Linked DNA regions of Sus scrofa: all the other regions are linked to region 3. Evidence: chromatin contacts called from public HiChIP or PLAC-seq data. All regions are on one chromosome and are shown on one strand. The core of a region is the stretch at or near the end of the contact, and the rest is flanking DNA. Distances in the headings are between cores, read along the strand shown. Region 1 overlaps USP9X (probable ubiquitin carboxyl-terminal hydrolase FAF-X). Region 2 holds the start of USP9X (probable ubiquitin carboxyl-terminal hydrolase FAF-X). Region 3 holds the start of MED14 (mediator of RNA polymerase II transcription subunit 14). Region 4 overlaps USP9X (probable ubiquitin carboxyl-terminal hydrolase FAF-X).

The links. HiChIP or PLAC-seq counts read pairs in DNA pulled down with a chosen protein or histone mark.
Region 1: an H3K27ac HiChIP or PLAC-seq map of alveolar macrophages shows a contact between it and region 3. The contact joins the enhancer-like site here to the promoter of MED14 in region 3. A contact is called at or near these places in 2 of 5 promoter capture datasets (fetal liver and liver), 6 of 47 Hi-C or Micro-C datasets (embryonic fibroblasts, epiblast stem cells, heart right ventricle and 2 more) and 2 of 2 datasets of contacts at active chromatin or transcription factors (alveolar macrophages and skeletal muscle).
Region 2: an H3K27ac HiChIP or PLAC-seq map of alveolar macrophages shows a contact between it and region 3. The contact joins the promoter of USP9X here to the promoter of MED14 in region 3. A contact is called at or near these places in 1 of 5 promoter capture datasets (fetal liver) and 1 of 2 datasets of contacts at active chromatin or transcription factors (alveolar macrophages).
Region 4: an H3K27ac HiChIP or PLAC-seq map of alveolar macrophages shows a contact between it and region 3. The contact joins the enhancer-like site here to the promoter of MED14 in region 3. A contact is called at or near these places in 2 of 5 promoter capture datasets (fetal liver and liver), 6 of 47 Hi-C or Micro-C datasets (embryonic fibroblasts, epiblast stem cells, heart right ventricle and 2 more) and 2 of 2 datasets of contacts at active chromatin or transcription factors (alveolar macrophages and skeletal muscle).

Annotation. Positions count from the first base shown.
Region 1 is chrX:36,755,125-36,757,824 of Sscrofa11.1, forward strand. The region is part of intron 1 of USP9X (probable ubiquitin carboxyl-terminal hydrolase FAF-X); the gene reads left to right. Among named protein-coding and RNA genes, the nearest start is that of USP9X, 20 kb to the left of the region's middle. Within about 2 kb of position 1,352, at least 9 of the 83 cell types and tissues checked have an H3K27ac peak or open chromatin away from gene starts, as enhancers often do. A contact at or near this core is called in alveolar macrophages, where this site is marked.
Region 2 is chrX:36,734,775-36,737,474 of Sscrofa11.1, forward strand. USP9X (probable ubiquitin carboxyl-terminal hydrolase FAF-X) reads left to right here and starts at 1,275. Exons shown (of 45, transcript XM_021080148.1): 1 at 1,275-1,406.
Region 3 is chrX:36,423,457-36,426,156 of Sscrofa11.1, forward strand. MED14 (mediator of RNA polymerase II transcription subunit 14) reads right to left here and starts at 1,381. Exons shown (of 30, transcript XM_021080844.1): 1 at 747-1,381. The coding sequence starts at 961.
Region 4 is chrX:36,778,568-36,781,267 of Sscrofa11.1, forward strand. The region is part of intron 1 of USP9X (probable ubiquitin carboxyl-terminal hydrolase FAF-X); the gene reads left to right. Among named protein-coding and RNA genes, the nearest start is that of USP9X, 44 kb to the left of the region's middle. Within about 2 kb of position 1,309, at least 1 of the 83 cell types and tissues checked has an H3K27ac peak or open chromatin away from gene starts, as enhancers often do. A contact at or near this core is called in alveolar macrophages, where this site is marked.

The sequences.
Region 1 (2,700 bases), core at 102-2,601, 330 kb after region 3:
CTGAAGCAAAAGCAAGAGTCGGCTGACAAAGTGCCTTTTTACAAAACTTCCAGGCTGTCTGAGAGATTTGGGAGGTGTGCTGAAGGCAGAAAGCAAGACCAGACTGCAATCGTGTAGGCAGAGCATAGTGAGCATTTATCTTGATGTCTGACTTGAATTACCAAATGGTTGGGCTGGGTGAGGGCAGTGCAGTTTTTTGATTGTGAAAGTGGTTGAGAAAATCAGGTTGACTTTGCAGGTCCACATTTAAATCATGAGGCATATATTTTAGCTAAGTAAGACCTGGACAATTTGGTATCTTCTGGACAGATCCGATTTCAGAGCTGAGCTGTACCCCTGTTAGAAAGCTCTGGGTTTATTAGAGCTAGCCATGCTTATAGCTTATAGGTCAGGAGTGAGGCATAATTAGCAGCCCTAAGTTGTGTCGAAGCAATTCACCTGTGCCACAAACAGGTGATGGGAAGATTCAGGCTTCTCCGGAGAAGGTGTTGTTACTCTCCAGCTGGGGATATAGGGACTTCTTTGGCTTAGATGAAATAAGCAAGACCGTGCTAGTAAAAGCAAATTAAAAGGATCACATTCTTCTGCTCTGTGGTGGTTTACATAAACTCGCTAAAGTAGAACCCTTCGAATTATAAATAAAACCCAAAGAGATCCCCAAACTCTAGAGTAAAATAAGTGAAATAATGCCCTGGACCCTGTGTCCAATCCTTGGCTGGGAATAGGTCCGTTTCAGAGAGGTTCTTCCAGAGCTGGATGGACAGACTATTTTTAAGTATGTCTGTTCTAGGCACTGGTGTCTAAAATTCAGGTGAATATCCTTGAGCAATAGCATACTATCAGCTGTGATCTTTTATATGGTACCTTGTTCTCCCTAGCTACATCCTCTGCCCATTGTCATAAAGGAAGATGAAATGGGGCCATCTCCCTAGATTCTTAGTTCTCTCATTTTTGTTAAAAATACTAAGTCATTGTGGACTTTCCTCATTCCATTCAAATCACAAAGCCTCCTCTGGGGGACGTATTATCAAAGCTCCCTCCTCTTTTATATTAGCTTGACCATTAACCCAGAAGACATTTCCACAGGCATGAAGTATTTAACCCTTTGTCTATACAACTTTGAAATGTGTAGCCTTGAAAGTATAAAACAATAACAACTTACCGAGGAAATTCTGTATATTCTTATGATAAGTGTCCTAGGCAACAGTGAGCATACTTACCAGGCTTTTCTGGGGAGGGAGGAGAAATAAGAGTGCATTGGGAAATGTTATGAGGAAATGTAATATAATAAGTCATTGCCCTACCAAGGCGGGACCAGGAAGTAAAAAAAAAATTAGCTTTAAAGCTAAAGGACAAGTGTTAGAAAAGTGAAACTGGAGTTCCTGTCCTGGCTCAGTGGTAACGAAACTGACTAGTATGTGAGAATGAGGGTTTGATCCCTGGCCTCGCTCAATGGGTTAAGGATTTGGCATTTCCGTGAGCTGTGATGTAGGTCACAGATGAGGCTCAGATGTGGTGTTGCTGTGGCTGTGGTGTAGGCTGGCATCTGCAGCTCTGATTTGAGCCCTAGCCTGGGAACCTCCATATGCTGCAAGTGCAGCCCTAAAAAGCCAAATGAAAAAAAAAAAAAAAAGAAAGAAAGAAAGAAAAAAAAGAAAGAGGAGTTCCTTCTGTGGCTCAGTGGTTAACGAATCCGACTAGGAACCACGAGGTTGAGGGTTTGATCTGGCCTTGCCATGAGCTGTGGTGTAGGTTGCAGACAGGGCTCAGATCTGCTGTTGCTGTGGCTATGGTGTAGGCTGACAGCTGTAGTTCTGATTTGACCCTTAGCCTGGGAACCTCCATATGCCGTGGGTGTGGCCCTGAAAAAGAAAAAAAAAAAAAATAGAACTCAGAAAGAAAGAAAAAAAGAAAAGTGAAACCAAAACAAAGGAAATAAGAAGGAAGGCCTGGACTCTATGGACTTTATTTAAAGAGCTGCACTGTGACATTGAACCCATTTTTTAAACTCAGAACTGTTCAATTCCTATCTTATTAACTGAGTGGAAGGTGTCAAAAGTGGGCAGTCCTGTAGGTCACACCCACCCTGGGAGCCATGGGGCACACTGGGTAGTTGCTGGTGAACTTGACTTGATGGACTAAGTCCCCCTAGAACTGTTGCTGGAAATACATGAAATATATGAAATTGATTTTTCCTTCCACTGTAACAAAATTGTGGTAAAATATATACAACATACAATTTACCATTTTGACCACTTTTAAGTGTACCATTCATTTGCTTAAAGGACATTTATCGTGTTGTGCAACCATCACCATTTTCCATTTCCAGAACTTTGTCATCCCAAACAGTATACCTGTTTTTTTTTTTTTTTTTTGTCTTTTGTCTTTTTAGGGCCACACCCATGGCATATGGAGGTTCCCAGGCTAAGGGCTGAATCAGAACTACAGCTGCCGGCCTACACCACAGCCACAGCAACGCTAGATCTCAGCCATGTCTGCAACCTACACCACAGCACATGGCAACACCGGCTCCTTAACCCACTGAGCAAGGCCAGGGATCGAACCTGAGTCCTCAAGGATCCTAGTCAGGTTTGTTAACCACTGAGCCACGACACGAACCCCGCAAACACTGTACCTGTTAAAACAACTACTCATTTTCTCCTCCCCCCAGTCCCGGAAACCTCTATTCTACTTGTTGTC
Region 2 (2,700 bases), core at 25-2,524, 310 kb after region 3:
CTATATTTCACGAGAAACCCTCAGCTAGAACCACCCAGCTAAGCAGTCCTAGTTTTCTGACCTTCTGAAACTGTGAGATAATAAATATTTATTTTAAACTACTAAGTTTGGTTTAATTTGTTATGCAGCAAAAGAGCATGAATACACATTGGAACCATAAGATTGTTTTAAATAATTAAAAAACTGAAAATGAATAAAAAGAAGAAGAAAAAAAAAGCAGCCCTTAAAAACCTCAAAACACATGGAAACAAACGAACCTTTCAAGCTGGTGGCAAAACTACACAGACAATAATTACTTCAAGTGACTTGCAAACACAGTCTTTTTACCATACATCCCCAGTGGGCTAGATCCTAAGAACAAAAAGGACTGCAAATAAATCTTAAATGACATTCAGTGGACTAAGCAACGCACCTTGGTATTGCTACCCAGACACTATTGTATCCATATACTAGAAGAAAGTGAACAACTTATTATGTTAATATCATTAAGATCCGAGACTTTATATAGGAGAGGAGATACGAAGTCAAAGATATAAGTAAAAAATCCTTTGCTCTTTAAATTAAGATTGAAAATAGCAGCATTCATGATTTTTCTTTTTCTAAAAAATATGTCTTTCCTAGCTCTGTGCACCAAAAAGCCTAAGAGAAATGACAACATAATAGCAATAAATACACAGCATCTAGATTGTGGTGACTAAATATAATTTAAGCAAATAAACATGCAGCACTCTGTAGAGAAATGGCTAATTTCAATTCTGAGGCTGCAAATACACAAGTTGGAGTAAGAGTCAAATGTAAGGACTAAGAAATCGACTTTTTAAGGGGTTCTCACTGGCCCCAAGATAGGACAATTTGAACATCAAAAAGCATAATGACTGCCAAGTAGTATATATATTTATACATCAAATATTTTATGCTTTCTTTTTTTCCTTTTTTTTTTTCGACTCAAATGTTTTAAAACTCCATGAGTTTGTAATAATAAGAGAACTTTATTTTTGTGTATGTGCTTAAGCTCTGAAGTTAGTAAGCTTCACACTCCCCTTCTATACCTTTTGATTCTGGGGATGGGATTCTACCATCCACATTTCTGCTTTTGCCAACTGCTGCCTGTTAGACTCTGCCTACAGGAGGGTGATGGGGGAGCCGGCAGGGCTGGAGAGGAATGAAGGAATTGAAACTCCTTTCTGTCCTTCCTTCTTCCTTCCTGTCAGCTTCCTGCTTCTGTCAGCATCCCCGTTCGGAGCATTGCTTCACCGCGCCCCCCCTCACCCTGAACCGGCAGCACAAAAGCACCCCCGACCAGCAGCACCTTTGCCGTGTCCACAGCAGAATCCAGTTTGCAGTTTCCAGCCTTTGCAGAACGAGCCTCATCAGACCCCCATCAGAAACACCAGCCGCCACATGAGGTGAGTAGCACACCCTCCTCAGAGGTCTGGGTCCCAGCTTCCTGGAGCCCCCTTTCTCTAAGCTTTGAAGTTATAACAATTCCCTTCTCTTTCCTTTGTGCTCACGCGCTGGGGGTGGTTGCAGGTTTTGGCTTTCTACTCTAAGATACCTTCCAGTTTTCTTCCCCATTTGAGTTACCTCCTTACCAACTTTATGCCTACTTCACATTTTATATACAAAATCCTGTCTGTTCAAATAACTAATGGGGCAGAGCCTTCTTGCCTGCCCGCTTGCATCTCTTACAAGCGTCCTATCGTAATAAATCGATTCCTTGCATAAAAAAAAAACCAAAAAAGCAAACAAAAATACCCCAAATAACTAATGGGACTTCTGCCTCCGACTGGTCCCTAACTGAGAGGTACCCCAACTCCCAGCAGTCGTTGGTTGAAGGCTGCCTCTAGGAAGGTTCATTACCCATCATTTTCCAGCAGCTACAGGGGTGGCAAAGCTGACTCCAGTAGAAGGGCAGGCTCCAGTGGCAAGAGAAAACCCTCAGGCAAAGTACTCCAGGACCTAGCGATTGGAAGTTGGGCCAGTGTGCACTAAAGTGATAAGGGGGAGGGACCAAGGGCGGGGGGAGTGACAAGGTTTGCTATACAGTTGAATGCCCTTTATAAAATATTAATTTCTCATTCCACGAGCAATAATTATCTTTGAAAGACACTTAAGTCAATAAGAATAAGGCTCAAGTCCTTTCAGTCACCATCCCCCATCCTGATTCCCTTCCCTTCCCAGAGGTAACCTCCGTTAGTAGTTATCATTTACATGTACTTTTCTACATATATATGCTTATAAAACATATGGCATTATTTTGTAGGTTTTTTGTTTTTGTTTCATAGTATACCTGTCTTTTTGCACTTTGCTCTATTCACAAAACAATTTGTCTTGGGAGTCATTCCATATTATGACACATAGATCTACCTATTTCTTTTTAACGGCCTCATAATATTCCCAAGGTGCATATTCCATTGTTTATTTCACTGTCACTCTGTGTTACAATTAACAAAATCCTATGATTAATGGCAATGTCTTTTGTGTCATTGTACCTGTTTAGGAGTGTTTCTGTAGGGTAGATACAGACTGGAAATGCTTGGGGGGGGGGCGGTCAGAGAAAATGCCTTTCTTTTTTTTTTTTTTTTTTAATTTGGCTGCATTTGCAGCACATAGAAGTTCCTGGGCCAGGGATCAAATCCGAGCTGCAGCAGTGACCCGAGCTGCCACAGAGACAAAGCTTAACCTGCTGCACCACAAGGG
Region 3 (2,700 bases), core at 131-2,630:
GTTGTTATAGTTTCTTTTCTTTGCACACCGAAAATCGTTACAGTGTATTCTGATCCTATTCTGAAGGGATTAACAACCTAATCATGTCCCAAGGCATTTCACTGGTAACTTGGTGATTTACAAACTCCCTTCATACCCCAAGAGACAATAACAGCAGGCCAGTCTTAAAAAATCTCTACTTACACTTCATGCGTGAAGACTTCAGTTTTAAATGTTCCAGAAAAACAAACTTGGAACCCCAAATTTTGTATTATTTTATACACATCTCCTGAGTTCAAACTTTGTCAGAAGCAATTACAACCTACATTTAAAATGTACTGTAAGAGGAGGTTGTAAAACAGTTTCCCATCTTTGGGATTTTTTCCTTTTCTTTTCTTTTTTTAAGCTCGAATACTATGTACTCCTAAACCCTAAACTTGGGGCCTGGGTTAAAAAGCCTCCAGCCAAGAAATCAATAGGGCTCAGCTGGCAAATGAGCAAACCTCCCAAAGAAGGGCTTTTCAAGGAAAATCTAACAACGTGCATAATTAACAAGTCTCCGTTGCTTCATCTCCAGAAAGACTTCCAAATGCAAAGCCTCTCCTCCACCTCCTTTGAAGCCCATGAGTTCAGAAATTCTAGACTAAGCAGCCTAGCGAAGAAGAGAAAGCAGCAACCTCTTGGAGGGAAGGAGGTTCGAACCTCTCTCAGGCCATTGGGCGGGAAGGGGGGGGCTGGGGAGCAGGCATGGATTTCGCGGCACTTACAGGTCCGTCAGCACCATGAGCTCCGAGTAGGCCCGGTGCAGCAGAAATTCGATGAGGGTGCTCAGCCGGTAGCCAGGGCTAGCCGCGGCCGCAGCGGCCGCCGCCACGGCGGCTCCGGGAGGAGGAGGCGCCGGGGCTGACGCGGGGCCGCCGCTGCCCCCGCCGCCGCCTCCGGGCGGGACCAGCTGGTGGTTCTCCAGCTGCACTGGGGCCATGGCGGCGCAGGGCCGGGCTTGGCGCAGGGCACAAAATGCGGCCCGCGAGCCTCCCTCACGGGCACTCGGTCACCGCGCCTAAGTGGTCGCGGGCGGATTCGCCGCCGCCTACAGCGGGGCCGCCTCTGAACAGGAAGCCGTGCTGCGGCCGCAGAGGCCCGCCCCCATGTAGCGACGAGCCCGCCGGCTCCAGGGACGGGAGCGAGGGGCGGGGGGAAGCGGGGAGGGCGGGGAAGCCAGGTGGCCGCAGCAGAGAGGCTGCACCCCCGCGACCGATCAGAGGCTGCTCCGCCAGGCAGCCGCAGCGTCCATGTTGACGGCCCAAAGCGGAAGTCGTTAGGCAGAACGGAAGGGGAACCAAAGGGGGACTTCCGACAGCAACCTGCGCCTTTTCTCCGGGCTGTCGGGCGCCGGGACGCTGGGGGCGCGTGGGAGTGGGGCGGGGCCGGCGCGCGGGCAGGAAAAGCGGAAGCGGGGGCCGCCCGCTGCCGGAAGTGAGTGTGAGGGCGGAACCGGTGACGTCACCGCGAACGTCAGCGGTTGCCCCGCCCTTGCTCTCGCCGCTCTCCGGGATTTAAAAGGCTCCCGTTTGCGCTTAGGTGTCGATTAGCGCTTCCCTGGTGGGTGCAACCCGGCCGGGGAGGCTACGCGACCCCAAATGTTCCGGACTTGTGGTTCTGGAATTTCGAAGAAATGGTTGCGGCTGCGCGCTGGTGACTTCTCAGATCTTTGCACCTCCCACAGTCTGCCCATGCGCCTTTCGTGGGATAGAAGACGTGTCCGTCATTGTTGGGTTTTTTTTTAAGCTGTGGGAAAAGAGGCGAAAAAATATGATTGGGGCTAGCAACGGGGCCGCTGGCGGGATAACTTCACTTTAATCAAGTTGGATATATGTTCAGCTAGTTACCGGCCCCCCAAATCCTGGCAGTTCTACCACAAACAGCCCTTAAATCCTCTACCGCTGATTCTCACTTGGTTCTTGTCCTTTCTCTTCAAGAAGCCGCCCTGCCTTCCAAGGGTTTTCAGTTCATCTTCTATGCCCTGCCGCCACTCCCTCCCACCCTCCCTCCGCCGCCGCCTCAAAATCCACGCTTAATTTTGCTTCCTGCTCTAAAGCGGTTATTCTCAACCCTGCCCGCACATTGGAATCATGGCGGGGGCGGGAAGAAGGTGCTGGTTTGGGTGACTTTAAAAGATATTTCTGCCAACCACATAGATTCAGCTTTAATTGGTCTGGGCTTCAGGATTTTTCAAAAGCTCCCTAGGTGATTTTAACCTAGGAAGCGACAACCGCTTAAAAGGGTCAATTGCTGTGACCGTTTTCAAACATCTTTTTGCAGATTCTTATCTGTAACTCTTAGGTGTAAGAGACGCACTTGCTGTTCCCTAAAGTTAAAATACTCTCATTCTTGTCCACTTGTGTAATTCTTAGTCATTCTTGAAGACCATTTACCTGTCTTCTGAGGGTGTAACCTTTGGAGCAGTTAATCACTTAATCAGTAACTAATCACTTGCTCCCTCTTTTGTGATCCTAAAGCACATTTGCACACACAATACCATCATCTACTCATCAAAAGGCATAAGGCTTACTTACAGCCCCCACAGCTGCAGTTGCTGGAAGGCAGATACCCTCTGTAGGATCCATCCCTATGCTGCTATCTCAGGGAACAAACACATTTTTTTCTAAGTTAGCTAGAATCTGCATTTCTTTTGCAGTTGTTTTGATTTGTTTTATTGAA
Region 4 (2,700 bases), core at 59-2,558, 360 kb after region 3:
AGGCATACTTTACTTTATTATGCTTCGCTTAATGCTCTCAGCAGATAATGCGTTTTTTTTTTTTTTTTTTTTTTTTACGAATTGAAGGTTTGTGGCAGTCCTGCATTGAGCAGGTCTACTGGTGCCATTTTTCTAACAGCATTTACTCACTTTGTGTCTGTCACATTTTGGTGATGCTCAGAATATTTCAAACTTTTCCATCATTTGTTATGGTGATCTGTGATCAGTGATTTTTGTTACTAAAGTGTTTTTGTTTTTTTTTAATTTTTAAAATTAAAAAAAATTTTTTTTTCCTTTTTAGGGCCACACCCATGGCATATGGAGGTTCCCAGGCTCGGGGTTGAATCAGAGCTGCAGCTGCCGGCCTATGCCACAGCCACAGCACCCAGGGCACCCAAGCTGTGTCTGTGACCTACACCACAGCTCACAGCAATGCCAAGATCCTAACTCACTGAGCAAGGCCAGGGATTGAACCCACATCCTCATAGATCCTAGTTGGGTTCATTCCCGCTGAGCCACAATGGGAACTCCTAATAAAGTAATTTTAAATTAAGGTATGTACATTGTGTTTTTAGACATAATGCTATTGCACACTTAGACTACAGTGCAATAAACATAATTCTGTGTATACTGGGAAACCAAAAAATTTGTGGACTCACTTTGCGATATTTGCTTTATTATGGTGGTTTAGAATTGAAACTGCATCTCTGAGGTATGCCTGTGAATGTTTTATAGCAGAACAGATTTCATATTTACCAAGTCTTTTCCACTACAAAACCCACAACACATGTTCCATACTCAGTACTAAATTACAAATAGCTGTCTTTAAAGCATCTCCCCTCCAATGGAATGTTATTGAGAGACAAGGGAACTGATACTTAACTGGACAGCCCTCACATTTAAAGATAATCATTACCTTGTTTAATCATCACAAGCACCATAGCCTTATGTCCTCAGTCTCAAAGAGGTTTGAGAACTTTGCACAAGATTACACAGTAAGTACCAAAGTAGAAATTTATTTACTTGTCTTCTGTCCTTAGGGCTGCACCCATGGCATATGGAGGTTCCCAGGCTAGGGGTCGAATTCTGAACTGCAGCCACTGGCCTAGACCACAGCCACAGCAACGTCAGATCCGAGCTAACCTACACCACAGTACACGACAACACCAGATCCTTAACCCACTGAGCGAGGCCAGGGATCAACCCGAAACCTCGTGGTTCCTAGTCAGATTCGTTAACCACTGAGCCACAACAGGAACTCCCAATTTTGAGACCTTTAACAAGAGTGAATGTCTGACACAATAGGATTAATGAAGTTGTTCTGTTTTCTCCCCTCTGTGGTCTCACCTCCTATAGCACTGAAGTAGAGCGTAATGGCAATGTAGAATGGCAAGGGGGTGAGTAGAGCTGTTGATACCAAGGTGTCTAGTCTTGAAATTTAACTTGCTAGCTTTGTCCCCTGTTAGTTATTTCATCTTTGTCAGACTACCTTTATGTACCTCAGATTTTTCCATCTGTAAAATGGTAATAATGAGTACTTACCTCTTGAGATTATATTAAGTGAGTTAATAGAGCAGAACGTTTTAAGTGACAGCCTGGCACATGATAACTGCTCCATAGGTGTTAACTGTCACTCCTGCCCCATTGCTTCTCTGATTTACTTTTTGGTTCTTTTTCTACTCTTATTCAACACTGTTTTCCTAATTTCTCTCCTCCCAATCCCTTCATAGAATTGGTTTGAAATAGATTAAATAGGTATGCTCTTTTAGTCTAATTTTTTGTGCGCCTAAATTTCTTCTGTTTTATATACACATTAAGCAAGAGAAAAAATAGTGTTACAGTATATTTCAGTGACAAGGTTTTAGTTTAGTTTTATCTTTAAGGAGAATTCGGAATTTTTATTATTTGTAGATGGCAGGATTTTATATAAGGGAAATCAACTGAGGAACTAGTAAATGGTTTGAATATAATTACTGTGGCAAAATACGTTAATTTCCACATTTTTGTGAATTTCCCAAATTTGCTTTGGCTGAATTCTAATTTTACTCCACTGTGTTTCAGTCCTTTAAGTTTATTGAAACAATTTACAGCCTACTGTGGTCTGTCCTAGAGGATGTTCATGTATACTCAAGAGGACTGTATATTCTACTGTTGGGTAGAGTGCTCTATAGATATCTGTATGATCTAGTTTGTGTATGGAGTTGTTAAGAAGGACTTCTCTTGTGGATCTTTTGCTTAGTTTTATCCATTACTGAAAGTGCTGAAGTCTTTATTATTGTTGAATTGTCTGGTTTCCTTTCCTCTTGTCAGACTTGCTTCATATATTTTGAGGCTCTCTTTGGTTGTGTGTGTGTGTGATTAAATTTTCCTGATGATTGGACCCCATTATTGTAGTGTTCCCCTTTAGTAATTTTTTTTTTTTTGTCTCACAGTCTTTTTTTCTCATTGAGTCACTCCAGCTTTCTTATGGTTGCTGTTTTGCATGATGTATGTTTTCCCATCCTTTCACATTCCACCAGTTTATGTCCTTCAATCCAAAAATCTATAAGCAATGGGTTTCTGCTGTGTAGCACTGGGAACCATATCTAGGCACTTCTGATGGAGCATGATAATGTGAGAAAAAGAATGTATATATGTACTTGTGACTGGGTCACCTTGCTGTATAGTAGAAAACTGGCAGAACACTGTAAACCAGCTATG